2 separate regions of the Rattus norvegicus genome follow, and region 1 is linked to region 2. Evidence: chromatin contacts called from public Hi-C data. All regions are on one chromosome and are shown on one strand. Each heading gives the region's core, a stretch centred on a gene start, on an enhancer-like site or on the middle of the called end of the contact. The rest is flanking DNA. Distances are from core to core; before and after follow the strand shown.

What was found. A called contact is a pair of places that touch in the nucleus more often than the background predicts.
Region 1: a Hi-C map of the A7r5 cell line shows a contact between it and region 2, with 7 times the contacts expected there. The contact joins the enhancer-like site here to the promoter of 4932414N04Rikl in region 2. A contact is called at or near these places in 3 of 12 Hi-C or Micro-C datasets (the A7r5 cell line, kidney and liver).

What each region holds. Positions count from the first base shown.
Region 1 is chr3:74,267,812-74,274,284 of GRCr8, reverse strand. All of the region lies in intron 8 of Cers6 (ceramide synthase 6), which reads right to left. Among named protein-coding and RNA genes, the nearest start is that of Nostrin, 42 kb to the left of the region's middle. Within about 2 kb of position 4,399, at least 11 of the 93 cell types and tissues checked have an H3K27ac peak or open chromatin away from gene starts, as enhancers often do. A contact at or near this core is called in the A7r5 cell line and liver, where this site is marked.
Region 2 is chr3:73,683,298-73,690,219 of GRCr8, reverse strand. 4932414N04Rikl (RIKEN cDNA 4932414N04 gene like) reads right to left here and starts at 2,262. Exons shown (of 81, transcript XM_063285273.1): 1 at 1-2,262. The region is part of intron 1 of LOC134486375 (a long non-coding RNA gene); the gene reads left to right.

The sequences.
Region 1 (6,473 bases), core at 3,150-5,649, 580 kb before region 2:
GAAAGGACTGAAGCCTTGAGGGTCAGCAGAAAGTATGAAACAGCGACCTTGGGAGGAAGGAAGTTGGGAGGAATGTACCCCTACAATGTACCAGAGACCTGGGAAGTGAGGGACTCTCAGGACTCGAAGGGGTGGGGGTTGAGGGGGGGACCCTAGATGAAATGCCCTATAGTGTGGAGAGGGAACTTGTAGAACCCGCTTCCAGCAGAAAGACAGGGCATTAAGTAAGGGATGGGGTTGCTATTCCACAGTCAAAACTCTGACCCATAATTCTTCCTGTCTGAAAGAAATGCAGGGATGAAAATGGAGAAGAGCCTGAGGAAAAGAAGGTCCAGTGACATGCCCAAAGTGGGATCCAGCTAAAGGGGAGGCCCCAAGACCTGACACCATTACTGAAGCTATGTGGCACTCACAAAAAGGGACCTACCATGACTGCTCTCCAAAAGACCCAACAAGCAGCTGAAAGTCAGATGCAGATACATATGTACCCAACCAATGAACAAAAGCTACTGACCCTTCTGGTTGAATTAGGGAAAAGCTGGAGGAAGCTGAGGAGGAGGGCGACCTGTAGGAGGACCAGCAGTCTCAATTAACCTGGACCCTGAGATCTCTTAGACTTGGGATCACCAAGCAGGCAGCATACACCAGCAGAGATGAGGCCCCCAACACATATTCAGCAGAAGACTCCCGGGTCTGGGTTCAGTCAGAGAAGATGCACCTAACCCTCAAAAGACTGGAGGCCCAGGAACTTTAGAGGACTGGTGGGGTGTGTGGGGCAGGGACATCCTCGTAGAGATGAGGGTAGGGGGGTGAGGAAGAGGTATGGGATGTGGAACAGTTGGAGGGTGGACTGGGAGGGGAATAAAATCTGGAGTGTTAAAAAAAAAAAGCTAGGTTCATTTAACCACTAGATGGCACACTAGGAGCACACAGAGCATGCTCACACAGGATAATCCTCCCCCTCCCCTCCCCCCGCCACCCCCAACCCAGCACAGACAGCACTTGACCTCTAGGTGACACCCTTCCTTCTAAAAGTTGCATCAATCATCAGGAGGACGAGGAGTTCTTGTGTGAGGCTCTTTCTTACTGCATGGACTGTCTAGACACAGATGGTTTGAAGGAGCCCACCCACCCAATTCCCTAGAGGTAAGCAGATGTACCATTGACCACTTAGAGCTTGACTGGGGTATGTTATTTTAATAGATTTTAGTGAATCATAAGACTATAATTCGCTTTGCTTTACGGTGACTTATCTTTTACAGACACATTTATCTTAAATTTGATTTTGATTAAAACACATAGAATGTGGTGGCAGAATGCATAGACTCCTGTAGAAGAGTTCATAGACTCCTGTAGAGGAGTTCATAACTTCTTTGCTGTTGAGCAGAGAATCCACAGGGCAATCTTATTTTAACAAAACAAGGCTGTTTTCTTTTGCATCTGGGATACCAACACAACTGAAAGCGCTCTGCTTTCTCCCTTCAGTTCAGGATTCTGGAGGACTTGATAGAAATTGCCATTGACATCTCATCTCGAAGAACCACCTCTGACACACAAATGAAATGTTTATACTATAATGAAATATATATCATATATATTTCATTCATGTTGTGACTTCATAGTACGAATTTATTCTCTTTTATCTGTATCACATCTACTTACATTGACATTCACATATTTGTTCAGTACCACCTATCTATAGTGTTTTTTAAATACTCCTGTGACATAAGTGATAGAAGACAGCCCAGGAGGTCTTCCGGTACAAATGGGTTGTGGGGAGACTTGGTTTTCAGTGCTGGTTGGACCAGGACTTCCTGCTGCCAAGCAGGGACTCTTGCTGAGTTATGTCCCAGTGCCGGGTGGTGTTTCACCAGAAGGGTGAAACTGAGGCTCCTAGCTGAGGACAGCATCCTCTGCAACAGCGCTTCCCTTTCCCACCAAGGAGTTATAGGTGGGCTTTGTGTTTCTGGAATAATCTCTCCTGAGAACCATAAAATAATTAGGCCCACGATGAGCATCTGAAGAGTGCCAAAATTTCTTCTCTAGAGGCAGAGTCAGGGCTTGGTCCCTGAGTGCCACATGCCATCTGAAAGGGGAGATGTCCCCTCAGTCAACATTAGGTTTCTCTACTTCAGCCTGGTCTTGACATCGGGAGTCAAGACAGAACTCAGTGTGGTCATGCTATGTTTTTCTCTGGCACAAATGTCCATGAGATATCTAAATGAAAAATACATTCAACCAAAATTTAATCACCTAACTAGCATGTTATGCCAGGTACGGTGGATGCCAACAAGCAGGCATTCAAGATTATACTGAACAAAATCTACGGGTGCTTAACATCTGCAGGCCAGAGACTGAATTCACTGTTTCGAGACTGGCCGACTGTGTCTGCCTCTCTGTCCCTTGCTCCCTTTCTCCCACCCATAACAACTCCAGGCCTAAACTATATCTTAGTTGGACTGGCCATTCGACACTTCAACAGGACTGAAGGGTACGTGTGTGTTTTCTCCCCTTCTATAGGGCAGCCCACTCACACTTGGACTTCCACACTGCTGGTGTCATCAGCAAGTGCTGTCTTGGGAGGGTAGCTTGGGGGTCCGACGACTGATCACATTTGAATAACTGTGCCCTTGCCTATCAGTCTGCGGCAAACATGGATGTGATTTCTTTATCCCTGGCAGGAATCTGAGCTTGAATCCTGGCCAACTGCTTCTCTGTCTTTGGAAATAGATGTACCGGCTCTATCCTGCCATTGTTACAGATGAGACATTCAGTCAAATACACCTTACTTTAGTCCTAACCTGGCTGGACTTCCTGGCTGGAGCAGGGGTTCTTCTCAACCCACTCTCCTCCCTATGTTCCTCATCGCCATACCCGAGTCCTCTTAGCCATGCTGGGTGTTTCACAGCATGATTGAGGCAGGCCTGTCTTCACCCCTGCCTGTGTGATGTGATGTTGCTTCCCTGTTGGTAAAGGTGACTTTTGCTCTGCTCCTTATTAACAGTCCTTCATGGAGCAATTACTATTGCTAAAAGCGTCAAATATGTCACACACATTATTTGATCTTGCTAGGTGTAAGAGTCAACGGTCACTGAAACCAGGCTCAAGCAGTGCACATTGTGCAAAAGGTTTCAGGGTAAATCCTCATCTCCCCCAATCCCCCAGTGGGTACTCTTATCTCTATTTTTCAGACAGGACACTGAAGCACAGAGAATGTAAATAACATGGCCACAGTTGGGGTTGGGAGGTGGAGAGAGCTGAGACATGGGCGGCCTGGGGTACTGCGCTAGGCCCCCAGGCACCTCGTGCTCCTTGGCTCTCCTAGCTGCATGTTAGCCTCTTACCCATGTTTATGCTCAGAGCCAAGACATCGCCATCCGACAGCAGAGACAGTGCCCCATGGGCCTCTTGCTTGGCACACAGGCAGAACATCCCCTCTGTCTGTTACTGCTTGCTCTGGTTTCCGGAGACAGGCCTTAGTCTCATCCCCTGGTTTCTAATAGCCATGTTCCAGTTTGTTCCTGCCTAAATGGCCGAAGTGGGTTTAGTTTAATTGATTCCCCCACCTTGGCCCATTCCTTTAACCTTTAAATCCCCAAATAATTATCTCTCCTACTGACAATCAAGTAATGCCTTTCGCTACCACCTTGACATAGATATGAAATATTAACGATGTAAAAATCAAAGACTTCTTTCTAAGCTCAGCTCATAAAACAGGCATGTGAGCCCCCTGCTGCTTTCTTTGATTTTCTCTTTGGAAGGGTGGAGGCCCGTGCACATCTCCAATACCCTCGACTTCAAGATAAAAGCATTTAAGGCCAACTCTTGGAGCAATGGGGGAAGCTAAGAGAAAGCAACTTCAGGGACCGCTCCTTCACTCTTCTTCCTTAGACAGGGTCTTTCCATGTAGTTCGGGCAGACCCTAAACTGACGGTGTGAGTCTTGCAGGTACTACGTTGTCCCTAGCATGGGGCCTCACTGAGAGCTGGATGTAAGGTGTCCTGGCCCTCTCAAGGAGGGAAATGCTTTCTAGTCACTGTGCGAACTACATGTTGACCACCCCTGTTTTGTATTTCTGGAATCCAATCTCAGAGATCAATTTTCTTCTTGGACCCTAACATTATATACAAAAAGTTTCAGGGTTTAAAGCATTCTGAACTTTTAGATTAGAGAGGTTTGGCCGTAAAGTTTATGCAAATGTAAAGAGATCTGAAACATCTAAGTCACTAACAGTTTGGATAAGGGCTACTCAGTCATCAGTAGGCTGATGTAAAAATCACTAAAAATTCCAAACACGGGGCACATGTGACTCATGCATTACGTGTGGGTGTATGTATCCTCTAGTGTGTACTTGATATCTGACCTGCGAAGACCCAAGCTTACTCAACAGCAATGCTGACAGATAAGATTGAGCACCGTCCTTTGCTCCTTCTTGCCTCATATCATATCTCCTTGGCTCTGAGACTCTGACCCTTGATACTTCCGGTTTCTTGGCTCTATCTATCACATGGTCTTTCCGGTGTTTCACTTGGCAGCACCCACACAAAAACTCTGACCTGTCTTGTGATCCCTTGCTCTAGTGTGTCCATTGTGACACTGCCTGGCTTCCCAGAACACCACCCAAGGGAGGTAGTATGGGCACACATCTGCAGGTCCTGTGGTCAGGAAAGACAGAGCTTTAATCTGGGCTATATAAATAGTTGTAGGCAGCGTTCTCTCTCTCTCTCTCTCTCTCTCTCTCTCTCTCTCTTTCTCTCTCTCTCTCTCCTCGCTGACATTTCCTCTGTTTTTATTTAAGATTTCAAGGATATGATTTTATATTTTATCTTAGAGAAATGTCTCGGAAAATCTTGGAAGTGCTGCCACCAAGATTAACTGTCCTCAGGCCCGCCATATTGAGGGTGTTCTGTACCTGAGAGGCTTTATCCCTTTCCCCTTGGCAAGAGAAAGACAGTAAACATTTTTTTTTTTTTAAACAAAGACTTAACCCTTCAGAATAAGTCAGAATTTACTAAACTAGATTGTGAGATGCTCAAAAACCTAGAGGAAAACCTAACCAAACCCCCAAAACTCTAGAATTATAAATACAGAGATTTTGATATGACAAAATGCTCTTTTTCAAAATGTTGTTTTTCTTTGGATCAAAACAACCCAAGAAAACCTGCATTGAATAATAGCAGAGCAATTGACGAGCAAAGACAGTATTCTGGAAAAAAAATAACTGCAATAGTGTTAACTATTGGAATAATTGCTACAGAGTGTAACAGGCGTGCTTTGAGTGTGGGCAGATGTGGGCTTACTCAGAAAAGAGCTGACAGTTTGCACATTACGTCTCAAGTAGAAGTCAAAACACTGTGTTCCGGGCTTGGATCTTGTGCTTGCCAGTTGGGTGCCTTACTATTCTTTTATAAACTTCAGTTTTCATGTCTGCAAAGCAAAGGCCTGAGCTAATGCGACTACTAAAGGCTTCTGAAGCAGAGGCATAAGAAGCTTCGTGACTCTTCCTCCTTCCAGGTTTACCTAAAATTCCCCATGGTCCGACTGCTTCCTTCAAGCAAAAATTCCCCAATGGACAGATGCATTGTTCTCGGGTGACTCTCAAAACTTTGAACTCAGCCTAAGGAAGCAGAAGCTTTGTTCTCCATGAGTAAAAGTAAGAAAAAAAAAATACAAAGAAGGAAAGTACGAAGTTGCATTTAGCAGGAACTCACGAAGCACTCAAGAGCTTGAACAAATGTTCTATTTGCAAGAGCAAAGCTTTTCCTACTCCTGGCTTCATGACACTCTGACACAGACTGGCTTTCTGCAGAAGGTTGTTGAAGCAGACCACGAGAGCTACAGGGATCCCTAGCAAGCCCCCAGCTTAACTGGGGTGCAATTGCTAGTCTCACCGGGCTCCTAATCGGCATATCTCCAGCTTTCACACTAACAAGGCAGAGCAATGCAGAAGGCTTACCAGCAGGAGCTGGCCCTAGAACCCAGATCCATAGTCCTCTCCTCATACTGCTGTGCAGCCTAACAAAACTAGAAGTTATCAACAGTAGATGTTCTTGATGTTACTGTATCCAACTTTAAATCTGTGTGTGAGACTGTGACACTGCATACGTAACTTGGTACCACAGGACACACCCTGTCATAATTCAGTCCACCTACAAATCTATTTCCGAGCCATCCTACATGCTTTGTTTTGCACAAGCCAAACCTCCCATAAAGAGATGCCAAGTGGCATTTCCATGCTGAATACGGGCTTGTGGATCCCTGTTGAGCTGTTCACAGATCCTCATAGATACTTTTGTTCTTCTGGCCAGTGCAAGCCCTTGCTTATATTTAAGACATTCTACCCCAATATTAATGTGCTTGTCTGGTGTTCCTACACTTGTATGTAAACTCTTGAGTATTGGTGCCTTAATGGACGGTATAATCCTTCTCAAGAATTCAGTGACACTCGTGGGCAAACAGGTGAGCCAATGGTT
Region 2 (6,922 bases), core at 1,013-3,512:
ATTTTCCAAGCAAATGGTCCAAAAACAAAACCAAACAAAACAAACAAACAAGCTGGAGTAGCCATTCTAATATCAAGTAAAATCGATTTTCAACCAAAAGTCATTAAAAAAGATAAGGACACTTAATTTTCAGCAAAGGAAAAATCCACCAAGATGAACTCTCAATCCTAAATATCTATGCTCCAAATGCAAGGGCACCTACATTCATAAAAGAAACCTTACTAAAGCTCAAATCACACATTGTATCTCACACAATAACAGTAAGAGATTTCAATGCCCCACTCTCATCAATGGACAGATCATGGAAACAGAAATTAAACAGAGACATAGAAAAACTAAAAGAAGTTATGAACCAAATGGATTTAACATATTTATGGAACATTAGATCCTAAAACAAAAGGATATACCTTCTTCTCAGCACCCAATGGTACCTTCTGCACAATTGATCAAAACAGGTCTCAACAGATACAGGAAGAGAGAAGTATCCCATGCATCCTATCAGATCATCATGGACTAAGGCCGGTCTTCAACAACAACAATAATGACAGAAAGCCCACATATATGTGGAAGTTGAACAATGCTCTACTCAATGACAATTTGGTCAAGGAAGAAATAAAGAAATTAAAGACTTCTTGGAATTTAATGAAAATGAAGATACAACATACCCAAACTTATGGGACACAATGAAAGCAGTGCTAAGAGGAAAACTCATAGCTCTGGGTGCCTGCAAAAAGAAACTGGAGAGAGCATACACTAGCAGCTTGACAGCACACCTAAAAGCTCAAGAATAAAAAGAAACGAATACACCCAGGAGGAGTAGAAGGCAGGAAATAATCAAACTCAGAGCTGAAATCAACCAAGTAGAAACAAAAAGGACCATAGAATTAACAAAACCAGGAGCTGGTTCTTTAAGAAAATCAACAAGAGGGCTGGGGATTTAGCTCAGTGGTAGAGCGCTTGCCTAGGAAGCGCAAGGCCCTGGGTTCGGTCCCCAGCTCCGAAAAAAAAGAACCAAAAAAAAAAAAAAAAAAAGAAAAGAAAATCAGCAAGATAGATAAACCCTTAGCCAGACTAACCAGAGGGAACAGACAGAGTATCCAAATTAACAAAATCAGAAATGAAAAGGGAGACATAACAACAGAATCAGAGGAAATTCAAACAATCATCAGATACTACTACAAAAGCCTATATTCAACAAATCTGGAAAATCTGGAGGAAATGCGCAGTTTTCTAGACGAATGACATGTACCAAAGTTAAGTCAGGAATAAACCATCTAAACAACCCTGTAACTCCTAAAGAAATAGAAGCAGTTATTAAAAGTCTCCCAACCAAAAAGAGCCCAGGACCAGATGGGTTTAGTGCAAAATTCTATCAGACCTTCATGCCAATGCTGTTCAAACTATTCCACAAAATAGAAACAGACGGAGCACTACCAAATTCCTTCTATGAAGCCACAATTACTCTTATACCGAAACCACACAAAGACCCAACAAAGAGAACTTCAGACCAATTTCCCTTATGTATATCAATGCAAAAATACTCAATAAAATTCTTGCAAACCGAATCCAAGAACACACCAAAATGATCATCCATCATGATCAAGTAGGCTTCATCCCAGGGACACAGAGATGTTTCAATATACGGAAATCCGTCAACACAATCTACTATATAAACAAACTCAAAGATAAAAACCACATGATCATTTCATTAGATGCTGAGAAAGCATTTGACAAAATTCAACACCCCTTCATGACAAAAGTCCTGGAAAGATCAGGAATTCAAGGCCCATACCTAAACATAGTAAAAGCCATATACAGTAAACCAGTACTTAACATCAAACTAAATGGAGAGAAATTTGAAGCAACCCCACTAAAATCAGGGACTAGACAAGGCTGCCCACTCTTTCTCTACTTATTTAATATAGTACTTGAAGTTCTAGCCAGAGCAATCAGAGAACAAAAGGTGGTCAAAAGAATACAAATTGGACAGCAAGAAGTCAAAAGATCTCTATCTGAGGATGATATGATAGTATACTTAAGTGACCCCAAAAGTTCCACCAGAGAACAAACTTCTACTATGGGATAGAAAAGCCACTCAAGTGGTAGTTAAGATTTTCTCTTCTGGGTTGGGGATTTAGCTCAGTGGTAGAGCACTTGCCTATCAGGCGCAAGGCCCTGGGTTCAGTCCCCAGCTCCGAAAAATAGAAAAGAAAAAAAAAACCACACAAGATTTTCTCTTCTGTGGACTCCCTTCGTTAACTTTGTAACTTCTCAATGCAGGAAAGTGGTCACCAGATCACCCAACCCCAGGAACTCCAGCAGCCAGGCCCCTCCCCCAAACCTAACTGTCATAAAGGCATTTACAGCCTCTGTAACTGTCACAAAGGTCATCTCCAGACCCTGAACAGGACCCTCCCAAAATCATGCTAATTTTAGGAGAAAAGTCTGAACCACCAATCTCTGAACTTCCCACAAAAACCTACCAATTCTTGAACAGGAAAGACCGCCAAACCTTGAGCCCTCCTCCACAGCTCAGGACTTGAAAGCCCACCGATCCTCACCCTGGAAATCTCCACCCTAGAAAGCGCCATGCACCCTGCCAGAACCCCTGTACGAGCATCTTGCTTTGTCCAATTTCTTGTTGCTGTTTGCTCCCTCCTGGGAGCATAGGCAGCCACTCCTTGATTTGTTCCTCCACACCCTGGAACTTCCAATAAATCTTTTATGAGATTTGCTGCCTGTTTTGACTCCTTCATCTGAAGAAAACAAGAAGCAACGAAGAGAAGAAGGGAAGAAGTGAGGAGAAGGAATGGAGGCTGAGGCTACTGAGCGTGGATCCCCTCCCCTGGGTGCTGCACCGCCACTGCCGAGGCGGCTTCCTCTCAGAGTCATGTGGTTCCTGGACTCCCGTGTCTCAGGATGCTTTTCCTTTGACACATTGTCCCACTCCAGTGTGGGTCCTGGGCTTCAGCCCTGTGATTCCTGGGCTTCAGAGACTCAGGGCACCCTCTCGTGCAAGCAGAAAGAGCAACAGCTAGCGACCTCTTGAAGAAAACCTGGTTCCTTCAAGCATTCTGCTTGGAGGGAGGGACAAATAAGAGGAAATTGTGTCATTGGCTCAGGAATGAATAATGAGAACTTTTTGGGTCTTTTCTAGACTCTGAAACATAAGCTTCCTTAAGAAACTGTTACACGGGGTTGGGGATTTGGATCAGTGGTAGAGCGCTTGCCTAGCAAGCGCAAGGCCCTGGGTTCGGTCCCCAGCTCCGAAAAAAAGAATAGGAAAAAAAAAAGAAACTGCTTCAAGAACCCCCTGGCTGAGAAACAGACATAAGCTGAGGTAGGGGCAGAGGCTCACCTTGGCTTGCTGTGCAGAATTAAGCTCTTGTCTAGACCTTTCTGGATCCTATTTCTTCATACATTTGAAAAGAACTCTTACATTTCCCACAGGTGGTATATGCTCCAGTCTCAATAGCCTACAACTCCCTCAACTAATTTCCATAAGAGGGCCAGCAGACCAATCCCCACGTTAGCCATTCTCCTCTCTACTTGCTCAAACAACCAGTGCCCAATGGAAAATCTCCCTACAGGTCAGATCTTACAGTAATGCCCCAGAGACTGCCTGTCATGTGAGGGAGGGTGAGCCATTGTGGGAAGGGTTATAATAAAGCAATGTAGGCTCATATTCCTGTGATAATGGATGGGTGTAATATCACTGGGATAAGGCACCTTATTCCACATTGAAGGCATTTTCTCTGCCCGATATTAGATATGCATATAGTTGTCCTATCCGTCCTGGTGAACCCTAACACAGGTTATCTGGCTTCAGAAGTGAGGAGAGCACTAGTAACGCCCCCAGTACCACAGAACTGCAAACTGCTTATGGGGCTAGCAATGTCTTTAACCAAAATAAAAAATCCAAAGGCAGGTCTGTCCACTTTCAACATCCATTCCTTAAAGCGCTCGCTCCCCACTTCTCTGAACATACGTCTTGGCAACTAAGTTCTCTTTGGACTGCTGTCACATTCTTGTGTCCTCGGAGAGAAAGAATTCCCTAAGACTATGGTTTTGTGAGTTTTTTGTTTTTTATTTGATCGTTTGTTCATAATGCTTTGGTTTCTGAGGGTAGGTTGTCAACATAATAGGGCAAAGAAATGGGAAAGTGGATACAGGTTTTGAAGCAAAAGCAAGAACTGAAACAGAGCTCAGAGCGGGGGAAAATCCCCTGTGGCTGCACAACCACGAATTCATCTAGGGCTTGAAAGTCTTTCCTTACTTTTTACTTCTTAACAGTAGCACAGATTTCTGAAAGCCAACAGCTTCTAACTAAGCAACTGCAGGCTCTTGCTAATCCACTTGGATCACCTTGGCGCAAAGCATTTACATTTGAGAGGCCTGCCCTCTGCTGGATGACTGAAATATTACATGCCAGATTGCCCAATCAGGGTCACATTATGTGAAAGTACCCTTTGGTAAGCTTTTGGGACAGCATAAATAAATGAAAATTCTTTGATAAATTTTCCTGAAACTCTCCAAAACTTTTGCATAGATATGTATGTGTATTATATATATTTTTTTTGTGATTGCACCAGACAAACAAAGAAAAACAAACCCAAACAGTTAATGACCCGAGAGGTAAATTTTTAATTACACCAGGTCTTTCCCATCACTCTTTGTGACTATGGGACAAGGTCTGTTTATCAGTCCTTCTGCTGTACAGATAGGCTCCAAGAGTTTCCTCAACGTCACCCTGTAGGATTGTCATACTGGTGAAGGCAGGTAAAGATAGAACGAGGCCTGTCATTGGATGAGGAGGAAGGATGGGCGGGAAAAAAGTTTGAGGGAGGAGGAGGAGACTGGAACTGGAACGGAAGGAAACTGGAGGAAACGGCAGGAGAAGCCACGGAGAAAACATGGAGGCTGACGTTAAGATTCCACTCTGCGTATTTACAGGTTGTTATGAATATTCTTAAGGGATGGATGTGTATGTTTAGGTGGGCAATCATATCTTATCAGTTGGATCAGAGGTTATTGTGTTGTGTGTTCTTTCATGTGGTGATTTAAGTTTAAGAGTGTGTGGCAGCTAGAGACACCGGGACGCCATGGAATTGGGATGTGTGTTTCTGGCAAGATATCTACCAGACACCTTGAGACACTGCAGTGCCGGATCTAGTGGGGGTAAAAGACAGCCTTTTTTTTTTATAATTTTACAGCAACATCACACATATAAATTCTGCCTTTTTCGTGTTGATGTCTCCCATGAACTAAGCACAACTGGTTGGACTAGACATAGTCAACTAAGCCAGGTTAGTCAAATTCTTTTGAGAGAGCATTTGTAATCAGACCACATACGCTCAGAATCCTGCTATGGAAGAGCCTCTCCTGCCAGGCCCATGGAGAGGTATTGAAAAAACATATCAGAAAGAGCATTTTTTTAAAACTCAAAGGGTTTTATGTAGATGAATGAATCTCAATTTCCTGCAGTTGCTCCCAGGGTTCCCTACTTTGATTTAGCTTCTGAGAATGCCTTTTCTCCGTTAAAGTTTTACATGACTGAGCCATACAGATAACAGCGTGTGACTGGGAATGAATATAATCTGTTTAAAATGGAATAAAGTATTAGTTAATGTGGTATGCTAGATGGTGTGCATAATTTGTACTGTATTTAATAGCAACTAAGCTCAAATAGGGAGCAATAAATAAAAATGAATATAATTATGTCGATAAAGCTTCCAGGGCAGGCCTTAGGGAGGATGCCTTACAGACAGCACTACGTTATGGCAGAGTCCATTTCCAGGAACCTGGATTTAAAGGTCGGGAGTCATGTGTTTCCCTTTTCTCCAGCAATACATCTGCTTGGTCATATACCCATGCCATGCTTCTTTTTTATATATTAAATTTTGTTACTTATGCACATTATGTCCCACTCACTGCTGCCTCCCAGTCATCCCTCCTACAATCTTTCTCTCATCCTCCAACCCCTTCTCCTCTGAGTGGGTTGGAACCTCCCTGGGTATCCTGCCCACCCACTCTCAAGTTTCTGTGAACTTAGATGCTTCCTCTCCCACTGAGGCCAGACAAGGCAGCCCAACTAGAAGAACTTATCCCATATACAGGCAACAGCTTTTGGGTTAGCCACGTGAAGACCAAGCTGCACATCTGCTACATATGTGTAGGAAAACCTAGGCCCAGCCCGTGTGTGACCTTTGGTTGGTTCAGAGTCTGAGAGCCCCAAGGGTCCAGGTTAGTTGACTCTGTTGGACTTTGTCTCCAAAGAGGAGGAACACAGGGATGGCGGCAGGAGCAGGTATCTCCTTTAAAAGCTCTTCCTTAGTTTAAGACCGGGAAACACAGAACACAGAGCATTTAAAACTGAGGCTTCCAGAACATTCTTCATGTGGGCCAGGGTATCTGACCTGTGTACATCTGTATGGGAGGCTAGGGATGAGACAGGACCTTACCTCAACATGACTTTGATCTCTGTGTAGATCCCTTCCATGGGCAGCTAGAGTAGGCAGTGTCCATAGGGATTTCAGTTATTGGAGTTATTGGATACTAGCATCAAGGCACTGCTCTTGACACTGAGGAAAGACCGTCAAGGGTAACTCTAAACAGTTATCGAATATCAGAGGTGATAGCCTAGTGTGACTTAAAGTAGCCAGGACTTAGAGTAAGAAAAGTTTACTTAATTTATTTTAATTAAGTGTATATACAAGGTATTCTTGCTTCTACCTGTCATTAAACAAAATTTTGTACCATTTAAAATAGCCATGCATCTAAAAGTTCACTTCGCTATGAACTGAAAAGATAGAGGACCCTCGCTGATCCTGGCCCACAACTCCCTGCTCCCAAACCCCGTAAGAGAGACAGCTTATCGCCCAGATGTGTGGGCAATCCTGAGACTGCAGGGCAGGAAAGACAG